2 separate regions of the Rattus norvegicus genome follow, and region 2 is linked to region 1. A link is a contact called in public Hi-C data. All regions are on one chromosome and are shown on one strand. The core of a region is the stretch at or near the end of the contact, and the rest is flanking DNA. Distances in the headings are between cores, read along the strand shown.

Region 1 (2,549 bases), core at 31-2,530:
GTGGTATTCCTAGGCTCCTAACTACCAGGATGTCTTTCCCTTTCAGAGCAGCAACAGTGTAACTGGAGAAACCTTCACTCTGAGCTTAAACCCAGAAGTTAAGAGCTGTTTGCTTGCCACAGACATCAAATAAATGTGAAAGTTATAACTGTGGTCCTATGCTGTTTTGAAGATGACAAAACAGGCTTATCAACAAACAGTTGCTTAGCCAGCCCAGGAGCACAAGGTAGATTATTGAATCCGCAAGTTTCCCCACAGAGCCTGTGCTTTCTTTAGGTCTGACCCCTAAAACAACTGCCTCACGCACAGGAAGGTCTTCCTATTTTGTCATGAAAACCTTTTTTCCTGTCAATACACACTTAAGTCCTTTTTAAAATGCCCATTCCATCATTTTTTTTAATGATGCCCTGATATTCCACAGTTTGGAGGTAATTTGTGTACCTGATGCCTTACTGTGCTGCTGTTTTCCCGTTACAGAGAACTTTGTGATGAATACATGTACTTAACTTTACTAGCATTTCTTTGGACGCTAATCCTTGTTTCCTCGGATACATTCTGGGAAGTGTGCACCTTTGTGTCCAGTGTGACCGACACCTGTAAGATGTAGTGAGGTGACTGCAGGAGTGGGGTCTCACCTCAAGAGCCCATTGGTGGGCTTTGGCAAATGACCTCGTCTGAAGGCCTGGAGGTTTATGAGGTTTTCCAAGATTGAGGGCCAGTTGTAAAATGTTCACAACACTCAGGCGATTCAAGAACGTGTTAAGTCTCGGATGGGACAAGTGTGACTTAAGGTCTGGATAGTCTATCCCTGAATGTTGGGGTACCAAGATTCTACCCAGGGCTAGGGGGAGGGAAAGAGACAACTGGGGAGATGACGTAATGTGCTCGCAGAGTAAAGGGGGCGGTAGTAGGAGGTAGCGCTGGACAGCATTGTGTTTAACCCTTCTACTTCCGGACTCTTGGCAAAGTTGCTCCTGGAACTGATCCAACGGAAAAGTAGCGTCTCCTTTAAACCAGAGGAAGGCTGGGACGAGGACCGGGAGGCTACTCTCCGCTGGCGCTTGGAAGCCGTGAGGGGCGGAGTCTCGCTATGCAAATCTGAGCTGCTGATCGATGACGCGCCATCACCCCATGAGCCGCTTCGCGCTCCGATTGGCTAATGCAGGCCTGGTCCCATTGACAACAAACATGGGGGCGCGGAGGCTCGGGGCGGGGCTGCAGTGGGCGCGGCCCGGGGCGGGGGAATTCTGCCCCGCCCCTTCCGTGGAGTCGGGGCGCAGCTCAAACATGGCGGCGGTTGGCACCGGGCGGTGAGGCGGTACCAGGTGGGGGCTGTCGGGTGTCATGGGCGGTGGCGGCGGTACCGCCTCCGCGTCTCCCTGAGCTGGACCTCACGGGGGACTCTGCGCCGAACTGGGCGATGGATGAGAACAGCGAGCTGGGCGGTCTGGAGACCATGGAGACCCTCACGGAGCTGGGCGATGAGCTGACTCTCGGGGACATCGACGGTGAGTGGCGGCTGGGTGGGAGTGTGGGGGGCGCGCGGGGAGGAAGGGGTTACGGCGGCGCTCGCGGGTGCGCGTGCGCCCACCCCGCGATCGCCCACCCCGCGATCGCCCCGGCGTGCGCGGGAAGGAACCCGCGGACCGGGCTGCCGGTGAGGTTCCCAGTTCTTCTTGCTCCAGAGTCTGAGCCCGGGTCGTGACTCAGGGCTCCAGGTGGCTGAGGAGTCCTGGCGCCGCGGGGCCTGAAGCGGGGTTGGGGGCGTCGCGAATACTGCCAGAGAAGAAAGCGAGGCGGCCGCCTCCCTCGCGCGCCCACACGCTCTCTGGTTTGTCCGGTCTTCGCCGGCGTCCGGCGTCGCACCTGTCACTCCCTCCCTGGTCACTGGAGCGGCTTCGGGATTTCCCGGACTGCGCTCCGGGCTCGGCTCCCCACGCCCCCGCTCTTTTCGGGATTGACTGACAGCCGGGTCTCCTGGCGCTCTGGAAAACTTTGGGCATCAGCTGCAAAAGCAAGTTACTGATGGAGTGGACAGAGACCGCAGAGTGCGGCGGCCTTGCATGGAGACCCAGGCGCTCCTTCTGTCGCACTGCAAAGGGAGTTGAGCTGCAAGAATTTTGAGTTGTGGCCCCTCGGGTACTGACTAGGGAGCGGGTGGCCTTTGTTTCGGCGGCCTTAACAGCGAAGTGGAAGAACTGGTAGGAGCCCAGGGATCCTCTCTTACAATTCTCTCACTTTTCAGCCACGGGAAAGAAGGTTTGGAGAGGGTCCCAGACTTGCCCGCGGTCATCATGCTGCTTAACAAAACCCAGTTCTTTCTGTTTCTGAGCCAGTATTAGTTTCTTTCCACTCCACCTTTGAGAATTTGAAGTCCAAAGAACAGGCTAGTAATTCTCAGTAGTCGGGCTCTTCTGAAGTTCTCAGTCATTTATTCCTCCCACAATCCCACGGAATAGGTATCACTCAAATTTGCAGGAGGTATTGTCTAAGGTCACTTACTTTAGAGAGTCCAGAACTCCTCCTAAGCAATGACTCAGTTATGGAGT
Region 2 (2,549 bases), core at 28-2,527, 36 kb after region 1:
ATGTAGGTGCTGAGAATTGAACCTTGGTCTTCTGAAAGAGCAGCGGTGTTCTTTAACCACTGAGCGTAACCATTTCTATGCTGGACCTAGGCGTAGAGGCACAGGCCTGTAATCCCGGCTCTCAGAGACAGGCAGGCAGATCTGAGTTCCAGGACAACCAGGACTCCACAGAGAAACTCTGTCACAAAGAACAAACCAATCCCTTTTCTAAGATGGGCATTATTCACAGTACCATCTCTGCAGTCTTAAGCATGGCCAGGACACATACCTATAATCCCAGCACCTGGAAGGTTCAGGACTGCAAGATCATCCTTGGCCAACCTGAGCTACATGAGACCTTGTCTCAAAAAAAGAAGAAAAAGAGATAGGACTAGCAAGGTGGCTCATTTGGTAGGAAGACACTTGCCACGGAGCATAATGACCTAATTCAACCCCATTGACTCCATGGCAGGAGCAAACTAAGTCCCCCAAGTTGTGCTGGGACTTACAAGGACATTTAATTGGGGTTGGCTTACAGGTTCAAAGGTTCAGTCCAGTATCATCAAGGCGGGAACATGGCAAAATCCAGGTAGGCTTGGTGCATGAGGAGCTGAGAGTTCTACATCTTCAGCCACAGGGAGCCAGGAACAGACTGAGCATCCTCAGGCAGCTAGGAGGAGGGTCTCCAAGCTCATTCCCACAGTGACACACTTCCTCCCACAAGGCCACACCTTCTAGGCCCACTCCCTGAGCCAAGCATATGCAAACCATCACAAAATGTTTAAAATAAAAAGTGTTGCTCTCAATGGCTGTCTCTGGTTTCCTGTTCAGGAGTTTGGTTTGCTAACGGAACTGAGAGAAATGGGAGGAAATGCCCTTTTCTAAGCCAGGCCATGATGCAGTATGTTGGACAGTTGCTATGAGGCACAGAGGAGAAATACTAAATAGCCATTGGACCCGTGGGGTCTGCAATGCAAAGGACAAGTGGGGCAGTGTAGTCAAGACAGGAACTGTCAGCTGGGCGTTGGGGCTCATCCTTTTATCCCAGCACTGGGGAGGCAGATGCAGATGGGACATTGAGTTTGAGGCCAGTTTGGTCTACGGAGTGAATTCCAGGTCAACCAGCAGCACAAGGTGAGAGCATGTCTCAGAAAAACAAACAGACCTGCCTGAGAGGGACAGCAGTGAAAGGTCAGAGGAGAATGAGAAGTTTGGCCCTGGGGTAAGAGGGGCAGGGTGAAGACAAAGGATTGAAGAGATGTTGCTGCTGTATCCACTAGCAGTAAGGTGAGTCAGAGCTGCCTGTTGGGTGTGGTCTGGGGTACCAAGCATTCCTTGTGGCTTTGAATGTTGGGTGGGGGTGGGGTAGACCTAGTCATCTAGAACGGAGGTGAGATTGTGGCCTTCAGCTTTAGCAGGATATCCTCCTCCTCAGATCTGTCCTGCCGTTCCGCTTTTGTTCTTGTTTTTTTGCCCCTCATGGTGCCCTTAGAACAAACTCCGCACCCCAATCTCTGACCAGGAGACGGAGCTGCTCAGTTTCAAGAGTTGCAGCTAGAGCAGTCAGTTTCCACCACCCATCTCTGCATTCACTGGACATTCTCTCCTCCGGGACCTAGGGGCCTCCGAAGGGATAGGGCTGACCCCAGCATGGCTTTCATACTGTACTCTGTCCTCTCTCTGAAGGGGAAAGCTTAGAGCTTCGTGGGGAAAGCAGACAGCCCACACTAATACCAAGTGACCTCTGGGAGCGTCACATGCTCTTCATAAGAAAGCGGCTGGGTAGGAAGACCCCCTCACTGGTAAGGGTGAGAGTTCATGGAGGCCCTGAGGTCAGAAGGCTGATCAAAGCAAGAGACGGTCATTAAATGAAAGCTCAGAACAGCTACAGTGGTCCTTGGGTCTGTGCCAGGGGCACTTTGTCCTCTGACCTCACAGTGTAAGCCAACTCTACTGATCCCACGTGTGTGCGACTAGCTTTGTTCCCATCTGTTTCCCCCCTGTGACGTATGTAAGAAGAGGGTAAGGAAACTGAGAGCCACTGGGTTTTGTGTTGTTTTCTTTTTCTCCCTTCGACTATTTGGAAATTCAGACCTTTACAGCAGAATGTGGCCATGCTATTGACACTGCTTTGGGAAATACTGTACCCACACACCTGAATTCTATGTAGTGACCATCAATCCCAGCCGCTAATCCTAACAATCACATAACCAGAAGCCAAGTTCCAGACAGCAGGAGAGACAGGCAGGCAACCACATAGCCAGGAACTTGCTGAGCCTGCAGCCCATCTGGACCTTTCTGAACACAAAGGCCACTTCTTTTCTCCTCTGGCACCTCTTTGACACAACTAAGAGGAGATGTTTACTTTGGCTCTCAGTTTGGAGAGTAGAGTCCATGGCGGCAAAAGGGAGCTTTCAGCCACAGAGAGAAGCAGAGGCAGCCTGGATCTGGAGATGTATATTAGCCCTCAAAGGCCACCCCAGTAGCTTCCACCCATCACCTAGGCCCCACCTCATAAAGGCTGCACAGCCTCCCCGGGTGGGGAGCACCAGCAAATGTGGACCCCATGC

The links. Hi-C and Micro-C count contacts between places; a contact is called where the count stands out from the background.
Region 2: a Hi-C map of liver shows a contact between it and region 1, with 2.5 times the contacts expected there. The contact joins the enhancer-like site here to the promoter of Srebf2 in region 1. A contact is called at or near these places in 11 of 12 Hi-C or Micro-C datasets (the A7r5 cell line, the Rat2 cell line, Schwann cells and 6 more) and 1 of 1 datasets of contacts at active chromatin or transcription factors (oligodendrocytes).

The regions. Positions count from the first base shown.
Region 1 is chr7:115,542,027-115,544,575 of GRCr8, forward strand. Srebf2 (sterol regulatory element binding transcription factor 2) reads left to right here and starts at 1,281. Exons shown (of 19, transcript NM_001033694.2): 1 at 1,281-1,508. The coding sequence starts at 1,421.
Region 2 is chr7:115,578,239-115,580,787 of GRCr8, forward strand. All of the region lies in intron 10 of Srebf2 (sterol regulatory element binding transcription factor 2), which reads left to right. Among named protein-coding and RNA genes, the nearest start is that of Mir33, 14 kb to the right of the region's middle. Within about 2 kb of position 1,278, at least 9 of the 93 cell types and tissues checked have an H3K27ac peak or open chromatin away from gene starts, as enhancers often do. A contact at or near this core is called in the A7r5 cell line and liver, where this site is marked.